2 separate regions of the Mus musculus genome follow, and region 2 is linked to region 1. A link is a contact called in public promoter capture Hi-C data. All regions are on one chromosome and are shown on one strand. Each heading gives the region's core, a stretch centred on a gene start, on an enhancer-like site or on the middle of the called end of the contact. The rest is flanking DNA. Distances are from core to core; before and after follow the strand shown.

Evidence for each region. Capture Hi-C pulls out chosen DNA fragments and counts their contacts.
Region 2: a contact with region 1 is called in a promoter capture Hi-C map of liver, with 4 times the contacts expected there. The contact joins the promoter of Brdt here to the promoter of Hfm1 in region 1. A contact is called at or near these places in 20 of 39 promoter capture datasets (the 3T3-L1 cell line, 3T3-L1-derived adipocytes, the C10 cell line and 12 more), 1 of 15 datasets of contacts at CTCF or cohesin (the NIH/3T3 cell line), 8 of 115 datasets of contacts at active chromatin or transcription factors (embryonic basal ganglia, embryonic limb bud, embryonic stem cells and 3 more) and 2 of 9 other capture datasets (adipose tissue and liver).

What each region holds. Positions count from the first base shown.
Region 1 is chr5:106,922,777-106,929,550 of GRCm38.p6, reverse strand. It overlaps Hfm1 (HFM1, ATP-dependent DNA helicase homolog), which reads left to right and starts at 3,661. Exons shown (of 40, transcript NM_177873.3): 1 at 3,661-3,782; 2 at 4,619-4,720; 3 at 6,641-6,738. The coding sequence starts at 6,668.
Region 2 is chr5:107,328,747-107,335,520 of GRCm38.p6, reverse strand. Brdt (bromodomain, testis-specific) reads right to left here and starts at 4,327. Exons shown (of 19, transcript NM_054054.2): 1 at 4,214-4,327.

The sequences.
Region 1 (6,774 bases), core at 2,412-4,911:
TATTTGGGAGTATGCTTATTGCTTCAGAGAGTTAGTCCACCATCACTTCATCAGGGAGCATGGTGGCATGTAGACAGAAAGGCGTGGCATTGGAGCATTAGCTGAGAGCTTTACATCTTGATCCATAGGCAGCAGGCAGAGAAATGAGACCCCACGTAACCTCAGGCTTTTCCACCCTCTGCCCCAGTTCCTGAAATAAGAGACTTAATTATTTGAGAATAAATTCCCAGATCATAGTCTTGGGTTTGTTCTCTGACTAGCTCCTAACTTAGTTAACCCATTTATTTTATTCTGAGTGACACATGGCTGGTTATCTCTTCCCAGTTTCATGCATCTGTCTCCTTGTCTGTCTCCTCAGACTTCGGGCAAGTCTTTCTTCCCAAAACTGACTGTATATCAGAGTTCTCTCTCTACTGGAACTCCCTCCTCCCACTTCCTGCCTCAGCTCATTGGCCAATCAGCTTTTCAATGATAGGTGATGCTTCCATACAGTACACAAGAGATTCTCTCTACAACCCTGGGCTGGTGTGAGCCTTTGAAACTTCAAAGCCCACCCCCTTACTCACACACCCTCAGGCCATGGCTTCTAATCCTTCCCAGTTTGTCAACTAAGGACTAAGAATGTAAATACAGGAGCCCATGGACGCCATTCTTATTCAAACCACCCCACAGCTGAAAATTAACTAGAACCTTCACACTTTCGACAGGCATATAAAATTATAAGGCCATCTTGGAAAACAGTGTAGAACTTTCTTAAACAGTGAAGCAAATACTACTGTAAATTATTTATTCTCTGTCTAATCATTCATTCTACTCCAATATACACATGAGGAAAATAAAGAGATATGGCCATATTAATACTTTATGTGGGGGCTGGGGGATGGCTCAGTAGGCACAGACTCCTGCCATCAAGTCTCAGACTCACGAGGGGGGAGGGGAAAACAGTCTCCCAAAAGCTCTTCTCCGACCTTCACAGCAGTGCAGTGGCATGAGAGTCCATCTCTCCCCACCTGATCATGCACAGAACAGATACATAGAAATGTTACAAATAAAGAACCTTCTATAGCTTTGTAAGTGAGTCTCTTATAATTGTTCTTATAATAATACATCCCTTATAATAATTCATAATAAGCCCAAATTGGAAACCTAAACACACTTCCAACAGTGAATGGACAAACACACTGCAGTGTATCCATCCCAGGACTGTAGTGGTCAACAGTAGAATGAATGGCGTAGAACATCTCTCGTCCAAAGGAATAAGATGCCAGTATACAAGACAATAGGGACAAAGCTGATAATCATGAGACTGAGTGAAAGAAACCAGATGCAAGATATAGATTCCATTGATCGAGAGTGCAAAGTACCCCTTACAGATAAGGAGCAGATCAGCCTTTGCCTGGGGCTGAGGGCAGACAGGGCAATTGACTAAAGGAAAGGAGGATGGGGGAGGGGGTGAAGGCAGGTGGGAGTGGGGGTGGGGTCCTGAAAATGTTCTGTGCTGTTTTCTATTACGGTGATAACTTCTTGAAAAAAATATACACACACACACACACACACAACTGTTAAGACTGATTGAGTTGTATATTTTAACTGGATACAGTTCAGGGTACATAAATTATTTATCCATAAATTTTATGATAAAAAAATTAGAAAGGCCTTGTTCACTACTTTTCCTGGCTGCAGTCTCTTCTTATTCAGCAGAGGTTTTGACCCTGACTCTGCATCTGCCTGCTGAAACTATGCGTATGAAAGCACAGCCAAAGAATAATTTATACTGCTCAAGAGTCCCTTAAAGATGGGAAAGGAGCCTTTTCTTCTCTGCATTATAGACTGCTAGATCTCCTTCCCCCACCCTGTGTTTTTAAATATTCTTTAAGCCTTAAGCCCCCTAGCTTTCCTATTTCCCTGTGCTAATTGTCCTTATAGCATGACTCACCCAAAATGGAAGGTATTACCTGCTGAGTTTTGCTCCAGGGAAGCAGCAAGAGGAGCAGATGGGTAATGCGGATCCCCTGGCTCTGCCCAGGTCTACTCTTTCCTTTTATTATTTTATGTGCATGGGCTTTCTGCCTACATCTGTGCATCGTGTGCAGAGGTCAGAAAAGGGCACAGGATTCTCTTGAAGTGGAGCCACAGACAGTTGTGAGCCATCCCAGGGGTGCTGGGAATCAAACAGGCTCTCTGGAAGAGCAGTTAGTGCTCCTAACTACGGAGCCATCTCTCCAGGTCCTAATTTTTAAATCTTAAGAAAATTAACTATTATAGAACTCACAGTATAATAAACAAGTTCAAATTAGTTCCTTGGCTTAAGATTTTACTCTATTTCAGAACCTAGAAATTAGGATGTAAAATTTGCCAGAAGGGAGCTGTTTATAAGTGAGACCTAAACATTAGTTTTGTGGTTTGAAGGGGTTATTCAGCTCTGCCTCTGCTCTGAGTACAGAGGTGAGCACGTGTAGGAGCGAGACTTCCCAGCAGCAGAGCTTAGTTCTCTCAGAGGCCAAGAAGCCAGGACCTGTGGTGTGCCCAGCAAGCTCTGTGGAAGGGAAAATTCAGAGCCTATCGTGGCTTGGGTGCTCACTTGTGGGAAATAAAACATTAACAAGCCTCAGAATTGCTCAGAGGCTGCTGTGTTTTATGCGATCTGCGCAGATGACTTGTATGGTGGGCAAAGCTGCCACTTGCGCGTTAAGTCAATAGAAAAAAAAAAGCACTTTGTATGTGTTTTTTTAAATATATACACGCTAATTAACAATAGATGCTTCAAATACAGCAGAGATCTGCTTGAAGTTTTTAAACATACACTTTTTCTAATCGTACTGTTAAACAACGAAACACAATGTCAATGTCTGCTTAAGGGAAATAGAGTGTAGAAAGAAGAGCTGGGGGCCAGGCATAGGCACGCTCTGGAAATAAATAATTGATATTTGGTATCAAATATTTACATCAGATGTATTTCCTGACCTCTCTGGATAGAATGTTTAAACTCAGTCTTGTAGCTCAACAGTGACCTAATGGGTGCCATTTTAAATTAGACACTTAGGTAGGAAGAAAATGGAGGTTCCAGGGCTGCGGCCTAGCTAATGCCTGGCAGTAGAGGACCCCCAAGGTAAGATATTTATTTAATGATTAGCGGTGCGCCCATCAAAACCAACCACACATCTCTGAAGGAAACAGTTGGGCTGGGAAGGGGACTGGGGGTTGCCGATCCATTCTTAGGCGTTTGACTAAGCCGGGCTTGGGGGGCGTTCGAAGGGTCGGTAAATCGGCGCTCGACTCAGCCCCCCTCCCCCCGGCAGGTGGCTGTGGCCTGGGCGGGACGCGCGCGCCTCGCGTGGGCGCGTGGGGGGCTCGGTGAGCGAGCAGTGGCGGGGCCGGGGAGAGGAGGGAGGTAGGGTGGGTGGGTAGGGAAGCGCGTGCGGGGAGGGAGGAGGTGGGGAAGGAGGCGCGTGACGGGGAGGGAAGTGCGAGGGATGGGGAGGGGATGCGTGGGGTATGGACCACCGGGCCGGGCAGCCGGGCGCCCTCAGCGGGCGAGCGAGCGAGCGAGCGGGCGTCTCCCACACATTCCCGTCAGGGAGCGCGGCCTGAGGCCTGAGGCGCACCGTGCGGTGCGGGGGTCGGAGGTGCGGCGGGGAAGGCGCGCATGCGCGTCGCCTCAGCCTCCCGCCCGGAGCGCGCCGGGCCGGTCTGTTCTCTAGTCCGCTGTCCTCCCCTCGCGCTCAGTTGTGGTGCGTGGTCGCTGGGCCTGGGTCTCTGCACCGGCGGATGATTTCTGACGGGTTGGTTGTTATGCGTGGACGTCTGCGCTTCTGACATAAGTACTAGTTTGTTTGAGACAGGTCCCCACTCTGTAGCCTAGGCTATCCCTGCCTAGCTTCATCTTCCACCTCCCAACTGTTGGGGTTGCTGTTGGGAGCCACTCGCCTTTAAGTATGTTTTCAGTTGCAAAAATTATAAGGAAACCGCTGTCCAGTACTTTTATACAACAAGTAAAAGATCATAGAGAATAAGATACTAAGGTTGTCAGAAATACAGAAAGGTGTGTGTTACTTCTACAAGCCACAAGCCATACAAAACAGGTCGCAGTGTGGACTCTAAAAATACTTGGGGCGATATCACTTACAGAATTTTGCACTATATTTCTGTATTACACGGTGAGACCTGTTTTGTGTGTGTGTGTGTGTGTGTGTGTGTGTGTGTGTGTGTGTGTGTGTATGTAGCCCAAGCTGACCTTGGCTGAGACTGGCCTTAAATTGATCCTCCTGCCTCCACCTTTCCAGGGCTGAACTATAAGCTTGTACCACTATGCGAGGCTCTGAAATAAGAACTTTGAGACAAATTTAGAATATCTAAACTTAAAACTTTAATTAAAAAGTTATCACCTTACATCAAAATGTAACGTTTATTTTAGGGATGGTTTTTTAAAAGTATTTATTTACATCATGAAAATTCCAAATTCACCATCTTTTAGAGTCCAGCTAGAAAAATAAAAAATTCAAACTTAACTGAGGGAAATCAGTTGACTAAAATTGCTTTATTTAGAATTATTTTATAAATTGATTGCTAGTGCACTCATTCCAAAATGAATTTTTATGGGTTATCTTCTCTATGCCAGGAACTGTTCCAGGTTATTGAAGCACATTAAGAAGAAGAAACAAACATCCCTTTTTTGCTTTCTAGGGAGAAAGATAAACTAAACACACAGTAACAATTACAGGTGAGTGTTTTTTAAAAAGCTAAGAATACAAGATGGAGAGATGCACAATTTTGGATAAAGAGTTTTCCCCCCATTGGAGTACATCAGAATTAAAATATATATGTGATGTTTTTATTCTGAACTAAAGTTATACCGACTATTATACTAAAACCAGAAAAATGTTCTTGCTACTGTGTGCATGGGAGGTCTTTTTGTACAGGGTAACATTTAAAATTAGTTTTAATTTGTTTCACTTTCTTTTAGAATGAAAAATTAGATCAGACATGTTAGTATTAAAATCATTTACATTCTGAGGTAGCAGAGCTCTAGAAACATGGTTTGATGCCTTTTACTTTATTAACCTTTTGTTGATTAAAATATAGTTCTGAATCTAGACAGGAAACATTTTACAACTTCTTGGACAACACGTACAATGTTGATTACTGTTTCCTTGTTTTAAAAAATTATTTATTTATTTATTTTATGTATATGAGTACACTGTAGCTGTCTTCAGACACACCAGAAGAGGGCATCGGATCCCATTACAGATGGTTGTGAGCCACTATGTGGTTGATGGGAATTGAACTCAGGTCCTCTGGAAGAGCAGTCAGTGCTCTAAACCTCTGAGCCATTTCTACAGCTCCCCCTCCCACATAACTGTTTTCAAATTCTGAAATTGTTTGCATAAATAGATGTAAAGATCTGCTAGTGTATTTCTGATTGATTCCCTTTTACTTTCTGCCCTACTTTTTATGGCTTCTGTTTATCAGTAGTCAAATTGTTTTACACATTTATAAACTATATTTACTTGTTTTAGTTTTTGCTGTTTCTTTTTGTTGGTGACTGGATGGTTAAGAAAGTGAGAACAACAGTACCAACTAACCAGACTCCCTCAGAGCCCCAGGGACTAAGCCACCAACCAAAGAGCATGCATGGGCTGGTCTGTGGCCCTGCTCCATATGTATCAGAGACTATCTTGTCAGGTATCAGTGGGAGGGGAGGCACCGGTCCTGTGGAGGCTTGATTCCCTAGAGAAGGAGTGGGATTGGGTGGCTGGGTGGGAGAGCTCACTCACAGAGGCTGAGAGGAGGAGGGATGGAGTGGGGTGCTCATGGAGGGGAGACTGGGAAATTAAGAAGGAAAGACATTGAGAAGAGAAAGATAAATAAATATGGGGTGGTAGACCAAATAACTAAAACAGTGAAAACCCACAATATTCTGGTTTATAAGAAGCACTCTGAAGTGGATGCAGGATTTAGCCTCTCTCCTGTGCGTTTATCAAGAGGTACTCTCGTTGTAGCCTTCCTACCCAGATCACTCCTGCATGTGTTTTTTGTCTTTATTAGAGAAGTCTCTAATACTGGTGACATATTCTAACTTGGTAATGGGCTTGTTGCCATGAGATGGTGCTCTTGTAATTGTTAAACTTTTAGTTTCTGTTCTGAGGACAAGTTTGCAGTGTATCATCTATCATATAAGAAATGGAAATGTTTGTGTTTTATGGTTTGTCCATCTAATTTCATTCTTTGGCCTAGAGAACACTTCATTATGCTTTAGAATTTAGAAAAATAAGATATATTTTGATGTGCAGTGGGGTTGGATAATTGAAATGAAAAAAGAGCAAGGTATGCTTTTAACCATGGTGATCCACACATTGCAGGATGAAGGATGGAGTAGAATTTGCTAGGTGAGGAAGAGAAGTATGTTCTAAGCTTTGGTACAATTTTAAGAGAAAGACCTGTGGGGAACACAGGAATGAACAGAGAAGAGTACACTCCATTGCTAAAGCATTTAGACATTTACAGAAGACAGAGTTCAAAGAATTGTCTGTGACTATACTTAAGAAAGCATTCTGGAAAATTAGTGATTTTGATACACTTTTCTAGAAATTATATTTTAGATACCTGTAAACAAATATAAACCACCTTTTTTGTATTATAGATTTCAGACAAGGTCTGTTTTTCAACAATGCCAAAGTCAGACGATTGCTTCTTTTCCATGGATAATTTGTTTTTCAGTAGCCCAGATGAAACTGAAAAGTAAGTATGCCTTACCTATCTAATGCACCACTTTCA
Region 2 (6,774 bases), core at 3,078-5,577, 410 kb before region 1:
TTTTATGTTTCATATATATACACACACAAGAGATAGCTAAAAAAAAAATCCTGGATAATAAAAAAAAACTATTACAGGTATCTATCATCATTCCAGATTTCAAGTTGTACTATAGAACAAGAGCAATAAAAACAGGAAGGACAGTATAGGCATAAAAATCAGTGGAATCAAGTTGAAGATTTTGATAAAAATCTACAAACTATGGACACTTGATTTTTGTCAAAGAATCCAAAAATACATATTGTATCTTCAAAAAAAATGGTGTTTATCAAACTGCATGGCTACATGTAGAAAAATCCAAATAGATCCATACTTATCATCCTGCATAAAACAACTCCAAATGGATCAAGGACCTCAACATAAGGCCAGATACACCGAATCCAATTAAAGAAAGTGGGAATAGTCTTGAACTCATTAGCACAGGAAAAGACTTCCTGAATAGAACACCCTTAGCATAGTCACTAAGATCAGCAATTAATACATGGAACCTAGCCGGGCGGTGATGGCACAGGTCTTTAATCCCAGCACTTGGGAGGCAGAGGCAGGCGGATTTCTGAGTTCAAGGCCAGCCTGGTCTACAGAGTGAGTTCCAAGACAGCCAGGGCTACACAGAGAAACCCTGTCTCAAAAAAGCCGAAAAACAAACAAACAAAAATACATGGGACCTCATGAAACCGAGATGCTTCTGTATGGTAACAGACACCATCATTGGGACAAAGGGGCAGCCCACAGAATAGGAAAGGTTTTTACCAACTACTGTACATTCAGTAAAGGGTTCATGTCTAAAATATATAAAGAACTGAAACAACTAGACATCAGAAACCATCCAACTTAAAAAACAGAATACAGATCTAAAAAGGGAATTCTCAGAAGATGAAATACAAATGTCTAAGAAGCACTTAAAGAAATGATCAACATCCTTAGTCATCAGGGAAACAAAATCAAAACTTTATTGAGATTTCATCTTATATCCATCAGAATAACCAACATAAAAAAAAATGTTGGCAATGTTGCTCATGCTGGCAAGCATGCGGAGCAAGGGTATTGGAATATCCATTCATTGCTGGAGTGCAAACTTGTGCAGCCACTGTGGAAATCAGTGTGGTGGTTCCTCAGGGAGCAAAGAATGGATCTACCTCAAGACCCAGCTCTACCACTGTTGACATATAAAAGGACTCTACATTCTACTGCAGAGACACTTACTATAAACAATGTTCATAGATATTGTATTTATAATAGCCAAGAATTAGAAATAGCAATAGATGTCTGTCAATGGATGAATGGATTAAAAAAATGTAGTACATATACACAATGGAATATTACTCAGATATTAAAAAATGAAATCTGGAAAATGGATAGAGATAGTGAGGTAACCCAGATTCAAAAAGACAAATGAGGTACATGTGGTATATATTCATTTATATGTGAATCTGGACTGTGGTCTTTGGAATTTTGAAGACATCAAAATCTGAGACACCAAAAGTAAAGATAAATCAGTGAAGAGAATGAAATAGATTCTGTACACTCAGGGAAGAAAGAATCATTGAGATGAAAAGACAGCCTACCAAATGGGAGAAGGCAGCTACAAGTCTTCACATAACCTACTGAGGAGCCAGTGTCCAAACCACAGAAGGATCCTACACAAGAGAAACTTGATTCAAACACGGGCAAAGGACTTCTTTGGAGAGGTTTCGCTCCAAAAAAGAGATGCACAAGGGGCTAAAAAGGGGCTCAGGGGTTAAGATCTGGGGCTGCTCTCCCAGAGGTCCAGAGTTTGGTTCCCAGCAACAGCTGGCTCACAATTACCTATAACTCCAGCTTCAAAGGATCCAGCTTCCCTTTGGCTTCAGAGAGCATTTGCATGCATGTGCATATAAACGCACATGCCTACACATAAATAAATAAAAGTATTTAAAAACATATACATGGCATATAAAAGATAAAAGTAGGTTAAAAATCCAGAAATAGTAGTAAATAAGTAAATTAGATAGACAGATAGATAGATTAGAGGTTATGATATCATTAATGTCTCTTCATACCTAGGACTTGAAACACCATGAATTATCCTGACTCTTCCTCAAAACAATGTCTTCTCGTAATCCTATTACCTCCTTGGAGCCTCAACATTGGTTTGTGGATCTCACACGGAGTACCCCAAAATCTGCATTGTGTGCGTTACCTGCTTCACACCTGGCTTCCTCCCCACTCCTTACAACTTCCCCTACACTGACACTCACCACGGTCAGTTCTTAAGTCACCCCTACACTAACAGTCACCACGGTCAGTTCTTAAGTCACCCCTACACTAACAGTCAACACGGTCAGTTCTTAAATCCAATGGACTCTTGCTGTACTTTACCTGACCAGACTGCTTGGCAGTCTGTCACGTCACTAGACTATCACTGTGACACTCCTAAAACTCTTGTCTGTTTTCCAGGACACCGTCTTCCAAATTCTATTTGTTCATCTATTAAATATGTGTAAAGCACTTAGAAGGATGTCAAGCCCAGCGTTACAGCTGAGGTTGGAGACTTCTTTCAGGTCCTTGTGAACAGGTGATTATCACTTGACAAACATAAGTAGTGCTTTGACAGTAAAAACGGGGCATTGGGGGACCAGAGAGGAAAGAGAGGCGTCAGTCACCTCCTTCCTGACAGTGTCTGCTGTGCGAACTTTTCTTTCTAGTCCCATTCTTAATCCCCCCTCCCTCTTTTTCCTCTCCCTGTTTTCCTTCCTTCCTTCCTTCCTTCATGTCTCTCTCAGTCTTTCTCCCCAACTCCCTTTCTTATGTAACCCAGGCTGGCCTCAAACTCACTCTGTAGCCAAGGATGACCTAGGATTCCTGGTCCTCCTACCTGGACCTCCCAAGTGTTGAGATTATAGGCGTTGGGTACCATGCCTGCCCATCCCCCCTTAACTCCATCTACACCTTTGCTTTATGCCAACCTCAGTCACCCCAAGACCTCAAGATAGATAGTAAGTGCTTTTTTGTACAGACTACTATCCTCTGTCCTACACACCACCAGGTTCTGTTTCACTGCTTGTCACCCCCCCCCTCCCCCAATATAAGCTCATGCAACACAGTGATGTTCCCAGTTTTTCATTCAAGCACTTGTTTAAGACCAAACTTTTCAACAGCCTGGCCTTTAGGACATATCGATCCTTTAATAAACTGTCACCTTACTCACTGTGAGACTTAGCTCTTGCTATTCCATCAACCCAACATTATAGCAGCCACTCACAAATGAGCAATTCTGGGTTAGAGATATGTCTCAGTGGTTAGAAGTGCTTATAGGACAATCCTGTGGACCAGCAGGCCAGAGAGCCGTGCATACCCAGCTCCCACATAACAGGCATACACATACACACACACACACATTTTCTTTTAAAACTTAGAAAATCTTGCCAGGTGTTGTGATAAACATCTATAATCCCCACACTACTGAGGCGGAGGCAGACAAGGCCAGTCTGGACTACCGAGCCAAACAATTATGCCCGGCTCCATCCACCTCACTCTATGTATTGACTTCTGAATCACTTCTACACCAGAACTGCCGTTATCACTCTTAAATCCAGCTTCCATCTGCTCCTGGAGATCGGGCTGTCTTTTGTGAGCCACCTCCCTCGTTCCTTCCCACATACCTGCTCCTTCCCGTGGGTCCATAGGCACTCTTGTCCATGCACAAGGCCAGTGCCCGGAGGTGGGGCACACTCTAACCCACAGCACACAGCAGAAGGTTTGGTATATTCCAAGGCGCTCCATAAGAGTAGGAGACTGAATCAAGGACCAGGATTTTCCTGTCCTCGATATCCACAAACAGAACAGACACAACAAAGGCGCTTTAAATATTCTCCGGCCTCTCAAAACTACAGTACAGAAAATGGCCCGACACTCCAACCACAAAGAAAACCGTTATACCCTGGACTTTGTGCCAACCTCCTTCCAAGCCTTGGGTAGGAAGGCTAAGTACTAGAAGCAGAAAAAAAGGGGAGAAAGTGGGACCACAAGTTCGCAGCTGGTCAAGACCAAAGGAAGGCAGCTCCCAGCTCACCAGGGCTTCAGGCGTCACGCACTCGGTTGGGCAATGGCCTCCCAACTGCCCTCCTTGAGGCCCAGCGCTCATGGGGGAGGGGAGAGGCAAAAAACCGTTATTCTCACCCAAAGAGCCGCCTGGGGCGGCCCCAGGGCCGAGCCTCTGTAGCAATGGTAGTACCTCTTAGGAAAGGGCCTTATCCGATCACCCTTTCAGTTTGCACTAGATGAAGCAGTGCAGGACCGTCGCTCCCGGTTCTCCACCGGTGGCCGCCAGCTCTCGCCCGGATGGCGGCTGTCAGCAGCCAGCGACTGGCGCCTTTATGGGACTCACCCGCGAGCAGCCTGCTGATTGGCCAGGGTCTGCCACGTGACTGTGCCTGCGCCTCAAACCGCGCGGAGGTGTGAGTCAGGTCTGTGGCGGCTGAGGCTTTGAAGTTAGGCTGCGTGGGCTGGGCGTATTCGCTCCGTGCCGCCACTCCCTAGGAGGGCGTGGGCCTGCAAGCACAGTGGAGCTGTGAGAATTTTACTGTTTGCTTGCTTGGTTGGTTTAGGTTTTGCAATTATTATTTACTTGTTCTTTTATCTGGAGGTGGTCTCGGGTAGCCTTCCGTGACCTGGAGTGATCCTGGGATGGGCTTGAAGGACCTGTACTCCAGGCCAAGGACTTTCCTGTGTTTTGTTTTCCAAACAAGGAGAGTGGCGTTACTATGTTTTTTATTCTGTATGCTTTCCATGAAGAGGACTACCTCCAAGAGTCAGTTCTCACTTTCCAACCATGTGGATCCCAAGGATAGCCACTCTGGTCATAGGTGCGGCCGGCACCTTTAACCCATGAGCCATCTCCTTGGTCCAAGAGGTTTGCTTTTGAAGCCACTTTCTCATCATGGTCTGACCCTGTGCTGTTACTTTGGGTGTTCCTGAGTTTAATCTGGTGACATTTGTCTTTTGTTTCAGACTTCTGTATAGCTCTGGTCTCTAGTCTCAAATCGATAATAGATACTTAATGTATTGTTTTGTTCTTTTGGTTTTTTGAGACAGGGTTTCTCTATGTAGTTCTGACTTTTCGGGGCTATGCTAACTTGTTAACTCACACAAATCTGCCTGCCTCTGCCCTCTGCATGCTGGGGTTAAACTGGGGTTAAAGGCGGGGACCGCCACACCCGGGATACTCACTGTTTTTTTGTTGTTTTTTTTTTTAAGTAATCCTGCTGGGCGAGGTGGCGCACACCTTTAATCCCAGCACTTGGGAGGCAGAGGCAGGCGTATTTCTGAGTTCCAGGACAGCCAGGGCTTCACAGAGAAACCCTGTTCAAAAAACAAAACAAACAAACAAACAAAGTAACCCTTTTCACAGCTGCACAAAGTGATTAAGGATTTCGAGTTTTAGTAACTACCTCCAGATGTCTTGGGGCTTGTGGGCATTTAAATTTAGCGAGCCTAAGGGTATGTTTAGCATGATAGGTTTTTGTTTGTTTGTTTGTTTTAATCCTATCACAATGTCTCCATTTGTTGTTTTGAGACAGGTTTCACTGAAGCTCAGGCTGACCTTAAACTGGCTGTGTAGATCCAGCTAGCGTCTTGCCTGCCTGCTTCCTGAATGCTGGGATTAAAGGTGTTTACCTCAGGCCTACCTCCAAATTAGTAGTCCTAGATGCACCAAGGAGAAAGGAGAGAACAGCTGGGTTGCCTTAACTTGCCGAGAAAAAAAAACATCTGAGCATCATCAGTGGCTAAGCATTGTCTTCATCCCTGTGGAGAAAACACCTCAAGACTGTGCTCTCAAAGGAAGCAGGACAACCTCTCACTAGAAGCTATAGACCTCCACACATATAGCTGTCCCCTCAGAAGGCTCTTCTCCCCAAAACACAAAAAGTGGCTTACTTCAGACATAGAGTTAGAAAGTACTCCTTTTTCTTTTTCTCTTTTTTCTCTTTCTTTTTCTTTCTTTCTTTCTCTTTCTTTCTTTCTTTCTTTCTTCTCTTTCTTCTCTTTCTTTCTTTCTTTCTTCTTTCCTTCCTTCCTTCCTTTCTTTCTTTCTTTCTTTCTTTCTTTCTTCCTTCCTTCCTTCCTTCCTTCCTTTCTTCCTTTTTTAACTTATGCACTTTGCATCCTATCCCTGTCATCCCCTCTCACCATCCTTCCCCTATCCTTCCCTCCCTTTCTCCTCTGAGTGGTTGGGGGCCCTCCTGGGTAAACCCACACACACACACACACACACACACACACACCTTGGCACTTCAAGTCTCTGTGAGGCTAGGCACTTTCTCTCCCACTGAGGCCAGACAGCTAGAAAAAAAACATATCCAGGGAGGGACCTGGGAGAGAGGAACCTGATCTGGTATTGGGTGAGGGAAAAGGACTGAAGCCCTGAGGAGCAGCACAAAGAATGAAAACAGGCAACCTCGGAGATAGGTTGCGGGGGACCCTCCAAAATGCACCAGAGACCTGGGAGGTGAGTGACTCTCAGGACTCAAAGGGAGGGACCTTAGATGAAATGCTGGACAGTAGGGAGAGGGAACCTACAGAGCCCACCTCCAGCAGGAAGACAGGGCATCAAGTGAGGGATGGGATTGCCATCCCACAGTCACAACTCTGATCCATAATTGTTCCTGTCTGAAAGAATTACAGGGATGGAAATGGAGAGGAGCCTGAGGAAAAGAAGGTCCAGTGACAGGCCCAAAGTGGGATCCAGTTCAAGGGGAGGTCCCAAGGCCTGACACTATTACTGAGGCTATGGAA